2 separate regions of the Xenopus tropicalis genome follow, and region 1 is linked to region 2. The links are chromatin contacts, called in public Hi-C maps. All regions are on one chromosome and are shown on one strand. Each heading gives the region's core, a stretch centred on a gene start, on an enhancer-like site or on the middle of the called end of the contact. The rest is flanking DNA. Distances are from core to core; before and after follow the strand shown.

Region 1 (5,033 bases), core at 6-2,505, 520 kb before region 2:
ATTGAAAGCGATAGTCAGAAAATTTTCGTATCCGAACGATCATAAATGGAGCAAAAACCTTTCTGACTTTAATCCTTCAGTGCATGATTTTGGAAGCCTCCCATAGGACTCAGTGGCACTCTGCAGCTCCAACCAAAGCTTGAATGAATCCGAAACTTTCGTACTCGTTGCGACAAATCAGATTTTGTCGTGCAAATTGTTGCAAAGTCCGAAAAAGTTGTGCAAATTAACGGAAAAAAATCACAAAAAATACGCACAGTTCTAAAACAAATTTTTTGTATTCGGACTCAATTGTACTTTGATGAATGTGCCCCTAATTGTTGCTCGGTTATATTAACTTTCCCACACATAATTCTGCAGTATTTGACGTACACGCTTTGTATCTTTCAAATAGGAGGTCCTGTTCTATTAAGTTAGAAGAACCCTTCCTTTACAGAGGTCCGGTTATTAGCCCACCAGTCATCTGGCTCCCCTAAATGTTTGGACCCTGCCAACAAGTACAATGGGGCCCTAATAAATAAATGCCAATTTACCGATATTCCCTCTAAGCAGTGTGCTAGTGCATGTGCACACAAATCTTTAACCCAGCACACACAACAAATTGTGGTATGCACAAAGATATTGTGTGAAAACACAAAATGTATTTATTCTGACCTAAGCACAGTTTCAACAACTTGCAGACAAGTTTAAAATGTGCACACAAAAGAATTTTTGTTGCAAGAATAGCCAAAACAGGAATACCGAAGCTTGAATGAATCCGAAACTTTCGTAATCGGCGCGACAAATACTATCTTGTTGGACAAATCGTCTCAAAGTGCGGAAAAGTTACGCAAATTAACGAAAATATTGCAGAAAATATGCAAAATTTATAAACTTGAGAAAAAATATGATTTTTTTGTACTTGGACCTGTTGTACTTTAATGAATGTGCCCCCCAGTTCCAGTCACTGGATCATACAGAGAGAAGTGCCTAGTGAGCAAGTACAGGGGGCCCATCACTGTGTGTCTGCCAACAAAGAATTTTATTTAATAGTTTAATAGTCAGCAATAAGGTCCACTCTGCTTCTTTATGGGATTTACGTTGCAAACACTGATTAAGTCCGAGTATGGATAATGGAACGTACTTTATAACAGAAACCTTCTACCCAATACGTATGAACCCATAGAAGCGCGGAATTGAATAGACTGGCCAATCAGGACATCCGCAACATCACGTGATAAGAATGCCAAAGTCACATGACCGCCAGCTGCAGAACTGCGGGGTAGGAACTGGCAATGGCAGAGGCAGAAGGCGCAAAGAGTCTGACAGGGCTGCTCAATGGCATCGCTCAGAGTAGTTACTATGGTAACACAGAGATCACGGAGGAGTTGTTGAAGAGTGAGTTGTACCCGGACTTACCGGCAGATCAGTTCAGGGCCTTGCTGGAGAAAATGAGAGGTCTTGTTAAGGTAATAATGCGTTGTTCTCATTAGGCTGTACTTATGCATAGTGTAAGCTTCTAACCATGTCATCCTTGTGTTATGTGCCAAAATCTGTATGGGGTCCTTGGAACTACTGGGATTTACAGATAGGAACATTCTATACAGAGGGGGTACCATTGTGTTGGCTCAGTGTGCCGCCCCAGGGCGAAGAGTCAGTGCACTCAGTGAGGGGTGGTTAACAGATTTGCACCCCCTCCCTCTCAGTGAATATGACTAAAGGTGGCCATAGACCTTCACACCTATTCAGCAGCTTATCTGTGTGTGGGTATCCCCGACTGGCCTACCTGACCAACATCTGGCCTAAAATTGCCCGGATCTCAATTGGGCAGAATTGATTTTCCCATCGGATCAGGGGCCGCATGTTCCATATCGAGTGTCAGATGCTGACATTCTTTTGGAGCTAAGCTGCCACCCAATGTGCATGTAATACAGGCTCCTTTATTAAAGGACAAGGAAAGGCAAAGTCACTTGGGGGTGTCAAAATGTTAGGCACCCCCAAGTGACTTTAATCGCTTACTTTGTACCCCGGGCTGGTGCCCCTGTTAGGAGAAAACAGCACCATCCCGGGGTAGCTGCAGTGCTTCCTCCTTCGCTAGGGCGCGCATGCGCAGTAGAGTGAATAGTGGAACTTTAACACAAAAGTCGGCTTTTCACTCTACTGCGCACGCGCCGACCCCTGGCATTTGCCGGAAAGCGAAGCAGGAAGTGCTCGCTACAGCTACCCCGGGCTGGTGCTGTTTTGAAAAATTTGATTCTCTTAAATATGTTTTGTGTACTGCTGCTCCAAAACTGTCTGCTGCATATATGTAATTAATACATTTAATAAATATTTTAATTTATGAATGTATTATTTCTTTCTATTCATATTTTAATGCATTTAATATATTATTTAATAAAGGGGCATTTCCTAAAGGTGGCCATACACGGGCCAATTGTAGCTGCCGATATTGGTTCCTTAGACCGGTTTGGCAGCTTATCGGCCCGTGTAGGGGCAGCAACGACGGCCTGCCAACTCATACCAGATCTCTTAAAAACTGTTTTTTAAAAACCCAAATTTAAAACACAGTAAATCACCTGCTAGGGCCGGGGCCAGAATTACAACCTTACTGGCAATGTAATTAAGCCTTTCCTGACCCTCTCCGCTAAAGGATTTCTCCTTATGAGTACAGACCCGCCTATACGCTTCCCTGCCCATTCCGTGCATTTCCCACCCTGTGACATCATTGCCCCACCCCCCAATGTTACGCCCCCCCTACTCCCCTGTCCCAAAAAGGTGGCACCTCTCCTACATTTCTAGTACAAAGACAAAACATCACAAATGTGTAGGGGATGTAGCAAGGGAAAAAACAAACCAATGAGCTTTATAAATGAAAAAAAATAAGAAAACATGTATTTCTTTTTTGTAACATTTTAAAAGGTGTCCACCTACCAGGTGATATATAGCCATTATAGGCACACAGATAGTTGCTGGAACCATGTTGGACCTAAATCCATGTCTTATTTAATATTAGAAACCATGAGGTGTAAGCTCACTTGTCATGCTAGACCTCTCATTATATGTGTACTTAATACTGCAAAGCATGTCTTTTATCCCTGTTGTAGAAATATGCAATTTAGCCATGGTCCTTGCCCTTTCACAACAGATCTTTATATATTTATATATATTGAAACCCATACACAATATTTTTGAATCTTTCATTGGCCAGTATATGGAGCATACTCATCAACTGTAGGGCTGATGACCCTGGGGAGGAGCCCAAAGCAGTGAAGGGGGAGATCCACCCTTAAAGGAGAAGTGAAGAAGTAGGGTAGAAATTAGTGATGTGCGTGCTGGCCCATGGGTCAGATGGGTTCGGGCCGACCTCTGCATAACATTTTAGGGTAGTTGTCGGGTTTCAGTTGAGCTCTTCTGCTTCCCCGTGACCTTACACTGCCAGCTACCTGGTTCCTGCTCTCTTATTTATAGGCGCGCACCCTACCTGCCCCTTTTGTGACCTACCTGACCCCCACATCACTAGTCGAACTATTGCACATTATGTTTGGGGTTCTGTACTAGCCCAAGGCAATCGCAGCCCTTTAGCAGGGAAGATCTGTGCCCCCAAAGATGCCCCAGTAGCCCCCCATCTTCTTTTCTGCTGATTCCCTGCACATGCTCTGTGCTGCTGTCAGTTACTGAGCCTAGGGACCCACTCACAATATATTGTATATATAGAATATAAATTTCATAATATACAGCTGATTAGTAAAAAATATAAGTTATTCTGTATGTATGTATATCTTTATAGCGCTACTTATGTACGCAGCGCTGTTCAGTAGAAAACATTAATACAAACAGGGGGTTATTAAAATAATAATAATAGATAAATACAAAGTATAACAATAAATACCAATAAATACAATATACAGTTGCAATAAGTTAAGAGTCAAAGACACAAGAGGATGGAGGTCCCTGCCCCGTAGAGCTTATAGTCTATATGGAAGGGTAACTAACAGACACAAATAGGCAAATATAAGTGCTGTAGGTCACAGTGGGTGACACTACAATATAAGTGCTATTTCCCAGATCAGGTGCTGGGCGAGTGCTCCAAAAGGTTGTCTTTTAGTTTAGTTTTAAAAAGACTGGGGGAGGATTCTCTCCGGAGGAAATCAGGGAGGGCATTACAAATGTAAGGGGCAGCAAGGCAGAAAGGTTTAAGGCGGGAAACAGCAGTAGTAGTGGGGGGCGCAACCAAATGGTTGCTCTGCGAGGAACGAAGGAGTCGGCCAGGAACGTACGGAGACACAAGGGAAGAGATGTAGTGAGGAGCAGAGGAATGGAGGGCTTTGAAGGTTAAGAGAAGGAGTTTGTAAGATATTCTTTGTTTAATAGGGAGCAGGGACTTTAGCAGGGGAAGGGCCTGAACTCTCCTGGATGAGAGGAGGGGAATTCTGGCAGCAGTGTTTAATATAGACTGTAGGGGGGGGAAAGATGGGAGTTAGGGATGCCGGTTAGTAGCAGGTTACAGTAGTCAAATCGGGATAGGATGAGAGCATGCATGAGCAGCCTAGCTGTTGCAGCAGAAAAAGTGACAGGTTTTGACAGTGATGTTAATATGGTCAGAGAAGGAGAGACAGGAGTCAAAGATCACCCCCAAACAACGTGCCAAATCGATGAGGGTGCCATCAATAGAGATAGTAAATGGGAGGGGGGTAGGACCAGGCTTAAGGTCCCCATACACGGGCCGATTATAGCTGCCGATATCGGTCCCTTGGACCGATTCGGCAGCTTATCGGCCCGTGTAGGGGCAGAACCGAGGGGCCTGGCCAACCGATATCTGCCCTGAAATTGGCCAGATATTGATCGGCCAGGTTAGAAAATCCAGTCGGATCGGGGACCGCATCAACGAGCCGATGCGGTCCCTGATCCGACTGGATTTTCTAACCTGGCCGACTGCCCCATTGCCGCGTGCAGAATTCAATCGTTTGGCCCCAGGGCCAAACGATCGAATTCGCCTACATTCCTCCCCGATATCGCCACCCGTAGATGGGAATATCGGGTGAAGATCCGCTCGC
Region 2 (5,078 bases), core at 954-3,453:
GGTCTTTCAATGCTCAGCGCCGGATTGGCCGGGGAGTTCGCTTACGTAGCCGCCCATCGCTCACTTACAAGGGGTAGGGCCAGAGAAGGGTGATCAATCTTCATCAGTTCTCATTTCCAATCAGCTAAAGCGCCCGGCGCGACAGTGCGACTCTTCCGACAGGTAAATCACTTGATTTATCCCCATTTCCCTGGGCTGGGCTCCCGTTGCACTCAAATCCTCACCCTTTACTCTGCCCTTTTGGCACCAGAACTTCACTTAGTTTGGCATCTGGGTGGGAGCGCAACCTGCGCCGCCAGTGAGCCTTTCCCTACAGCTCCCAGCAGCCCCTTTCCCTACAGCTCCCAGCAGCCCCTTTCCCTACAGCTCCCAGCAGCCCCTTTCCCTACAGCTCCCAGCAGCCCCTCTCCCTACAGCTCCCAGCAGCCCCTCTCCCTACAGCTCCCAGCAGCCCCTTTCCCTACAGCTCCCAGCAGCCCCTCTCCCTACAGCTCCCAGCAGCCCCTTTCCCTGCTTAGAGTTTTACTGCAATGGAGAATTTGACTGATTCTGTAAGTGCCTCTGAGAAGGATTTTATCTAATCAATCCCAGGTTGTGACTGGTTGTGGGCCAGGGAGTGTATAAAGGCAGGCGGCCTGGCAGCTCCCACTCTTGCCTTTGCCTGAGCTGAGCGTTGGGCTGAGGCCTGACTCTCCCCCTAAATTGTATCAGATCGTGGGATGTGCAGTTTGCTGTGCGGATCGTTCTCTCTTCCCCCTGCAAAGTTTGTTTGTTTTCCGTCTCCTCCTCCTTCCCGGGATTATACAACTGCACCTCAGCGCTGCCAGAACCCATCCCCATGGGCCGAACCCAACCCTGCTGGCACCAGCCTGACAGGCACTGCCGAACTCTGCCCTCCACTTGCTTGTCCTGTGGCTCCCCCCCGGCCAGTCCTGTGGCTCCCCCCCGGCCAGTCCTGTGGCTCCCCCCCGGCCAGTCCTGTGGCTCCCCCCCGGCCAGTCCTGTGGCTCCCCCCCGGCCAGTCCTGTGGCTCCCCCCCGGCCAGTCCTGTGGCTCCCCCCCGGCCAACCTCACAGGGATGTACAGAGGCAGCGGCCAGGTGACTGGGCGCAAAGTGGCGCACTCTATCCTACTTGGGTTCCACTCAATTCTCTAAACTTATTTCTGGTCCCATTCCTGTGTGTTATTAGCGGGTTGCGACTTGTCTCCCTGTTTGTGTCACTTATGGCTTTAATTCAAATAGAAGTTTGTGTGTCAGTATATAAACGTGTGTGTATTACACTCCTCTTGCCCCGGCACACATTAAGTTGTACAATATACCTGGGAAAGCGTTATTGTAGTGACCCCCCAGCCGCCTCCTAGTTACCCCCATTCTGGGGCTGCCCGGCCGCACAGTGCAAGTAAGTTATGTTAATGAGGTATTTGTACAGGGATCTCCATTAATTAGCGCTAACTGGGGGGGGGGATTGTAGATTGGCCAGCTTGTGCAGAAAGAAACTTCATTAGCCTATCAATAGATCCCATCTGCAAAAAAATAAAGTTTGCTTACAAAACAAATTAGGCCGCCTTAAATCTCATAAAATTGCGCATATGTATAATGAGTCGCTGCAATCAGCACTGGGAATTGATCAGTTTGGCAGCTCACACCTTTGTGTGCTTCTTTTTTCCTGCGATTCTGCATCTGACTGAATAGAACTGCGCACAGTGAGCACAAGTAGGCCTTGCTGTTAGTCAGTCTGATAATTATAATGAATAATATCCCATCCGATCGGTATTATTTCTTTTGTCTGAAAACTCCTTTTACAGCAGCACCTATGGTTTAGTCTGTTGTCCCGCCGCTTTCTGCGATTTTATATAAAGGCGATTGTTAGAGGTGAATGTCCATCAAGGTATATGCCGAGAATAAGCCGAAGAGCCAAACTACAGAGATCCATTGGGTGCACGGGTTTCTGTTTGTGTGCCTGTTCTCTCTGCAGCTCTGCGCTATGTGCGATTTATTAACTTTTAACTAATAAAGCGCAATATTCACTTTAATCTGAGGTACAGTGAGAAATAAAAGGAGTTGTAAATTGTGCAGCTTTCGGGGCGCTGAGCGATTTTTACTGAATTATTTATACTTACTGTATTCATCGTGTAAATGTATTAACCAAAAGGAAATCGTCTGATTTATCTCCTGTTTTAGTTACTGCAGAACCCGGCAGAGTCTCCTGGTGCGGGGAAGGAAAGAGAGAACCCGATTGTGTCTCCCGTCGGGGGATTGGGAAGGAGTTGCCTTTGTGGATACTTTGGGGGGTTTCTGTCCAGCCTTGAGCATGATGTCATACCTCAAACAGCCCCCCTATGGCATGAATGGCTTGGGGCTAACGGGGCCTGCTATGGACTTATTGCATCCGTCTGTGGGATACCCAGGTAAGCCCCCAAAAATCGACAGACAACAATATGTAACTGGCTAAAAGTCGCATATTTTGTTACCGACTGTATATTAGTTACAACTGTATTAATTGTTAGACTGTATATTTGTTACAGGCTTTATCTGGCATATTGTAACAAATGTGGAAATATGGCTAGTAAGAGTTGCAGATATTTAGTAGCAGCTGTTTGTATTGGCACAGTAAATAATGAGGATCGGGGTACTTGGGGAGGCAGGTACGGGTCTGGTTGTGGGCAAGAAGTGTATAGAAGGGCGATGTGTTTATTGAAGAGACACAACCCTGTACCCGGGATTTCCCCACAGTGCAATGCTAATTCCATAGAGCCACCAGGGCCCAGTGCTAATTAAAGGCCGCGGAAGAGTCACTTAATTTTGGCTAAAGCTTTGGCTTCCAGGCAATTGTAAGAGGATCAGAAGTCAGTGGCCACACAAGGAAAGGCCTGGGGGTGCTCCTCGGGAAACTGCACTTTCTGATGTGATTGGGGAGGTCTCAGTCGCATAACAAACACCCAAACCTTTCCTTTATCGCACAATCCTGTTTAAACGTTTTCTGCCCATATGTGCTGGGAATCCTGTGCCAGTGAGTGGTTGCGGGCTGCAGTTGCACTACAGACTTCCAGCTGTATGGCAGGAATATTCCCTGTAGGTTCGCCCAGAAGTGCAGCGCAAATTCTATTCGATTTTATAAAATATAATATTTTATACATATATGTATAAACATTTATAACAATTAGTGGTGCAAGGAAACCTCGTATTTATTTGTTCGGCACCCAGAGAATGGGGGGGGACTAACTTTCACACATGCGTTTTGCTCTGGCTCCGCAAAAATACAATTACAAATTTTAAATACACAATTTCTATAACTGTGTGAATATAATCCATTAGGGAATGGGAACATTGAAGCTACATTCTCAGTCACATAGTGGGGAATTGACCCCCTCCAATTCTCTTGCTCCTTATATCAGATCCAATTAGGAATTTATTTTTGACAGAGTATTTCTAAATTTAAACGGGGTACAAACCAAAAATATTTTGCCTTATGGGAAAGAAACAAATACCCACGAAACTTTCCGAAATTAATTCGTTAAAAAGTCGCATTGGTTTCTTTTCCTCTTTTTTTGTTTTTTTTGTTTTGTTTTGTTTTATAATTATTATTTGGAAATGTAATTGCCATTGAAAGTAGTTTTGCTGGTGTCTCTTGAAACAATGTAGCACAATGTGCGTGTTTCTACACAGGTGTGTTACCAGTTGGCTGGTGTTAACATTGTTTCAAAAGTCAGAACCACCGGGAAGGGAATAGAAGAGAGAAATAGTAATTGCTTTAATTAGGAAATCTGAAGAGTTTCAATGTTTACTGGAATGTTGATTTAGAATTGCCATTTCTTTTTAATTAGGAAAAATGTATTTTATGAGTTGCATCCTCCTTTAACCTTGATAGCCTGTGTAAATATAAAGGCAAAACAATCCTTCCTCACCCCCCAGCCATGTATGTATGTGAGTGGATGAAATAACCAGTAATCTAATACAGGCACATGGGGTAATGCAATACACACACTGGCATTACAATACACACACACACTGGCATTACAATACACACAGTAATATTTTACACACGCACACACGGGGTATTATTACAATGCATACAGGAATATTCCATATATAAGAGAAAACAAATCTTTGCTTGGTGTTGGTGCAACCTGAGCTGCCAGGTATGAAGGGAAACAGCATTTTAAGATCACCCCCCAAATAACATTTAGTATGGCTCAGTGTGTCAGGGTCCCAAGAAAATGGTGTTAGTGGTGGCGGCTGGGGCTGTTATACAGGGTGACAGTGGGTACAATTGCTATTGGCCAATGACTGACCGTGTCGCTGTCCCCCCAGCAACTCCGCGGAAGCAGCGCAGAGAGCGCACCACCTTTACCCGCTCGCAGCTGGATGTGCTGGAGGCCCTGTTCGCCAAGACTCGCTACCCGGACATATTCATGCGCGAAGAAGTCGCACTAAAGATCAACCTGCCGGAATCTAGAGTCCAGGTATGGGGCCAACTTCTGAACTGCGCCTTATCTCTGCTAGTCCCTAGTCTCCCATCATACACGGCTTTCTACTGCTCAGCACCCAGGGGCAGTTTAGTGGCTTTATAGGGACTGGGTGACAATGATAAAGAAGGAAAGGGCCTTGGGACATGGCACCCAACAGGCAGCAATCGTGTTACACGGATTGGTTAGTCCAAGGTGCGCAAAATCGCCTGCGTTCATTCCTACCAGTCAGTGTTAATCCGGCCACTAGGGGCGCTGTTACCATTTAGAGCCTGAGGAGAGTGAGTGCGAGAAGCAGGTACTTCTCAATAAAAACACAGATACTCCGTGTTGCTTAATGCTAATGAAACCTATTTAGTCAGTTACTGCTGCCTTTCATTGGGTTGCCATAATATATTACGGATACTTTTTGGGATTGTGCTGAGCCGATAAAGTACAATACTGGGTGTAATATTATTCTGCCCCAAAGCCGGGCAGGGCTCCCCGCTGCACATTTCATTCCTGTAGTTGCGGCCCCAATAGCAAACTAACCCCGCACTGTGGGGAGCACCGAGCCCTGCGCTTGAGTTTTATGCAATACGATCAAACCATTGTAGCACACGATCCGGGGG

What was found. A called contact is a pair of places that touch in the nucleus more often than the background predicts.
Region 1: a contact with region 2 is called in a Hi-C map of neurula embryo, with 2.0 times the contacts expected there. The contact joins the promoter of commd1 here to the promoter of otx1 in region 2. A contact is called at or near these places in 2 of 5 Hi-C or Micro-C datasets (brain and neurula embryo).

Annotation. Positions count from the first base shown.
Region 1 is chr5:33,436,854-33,441,886 of UCB_Xtro_10.0, reverse strand. It overlaps commd1 (copper metabolism domain containing 1), which reads left to right and starts at 1,255. Exons shown (of 3, transcript NM_001122721.1): 1 at 1,255-1,448. The coding sequence starts at 1,275.
Region 2 is chr5:32,914,382-32,919,459 of UCB_Xtro_10.0, reverse strand. It overlaps otx1 (orthodenticle homeobox 1), which reads left to right and starts at 2,203. Exons shown (of 3, transcript NM_203885.1): 1 at 2,203-2,409; 2 at 4,313-4,464. The coding sequence starts at 2,313.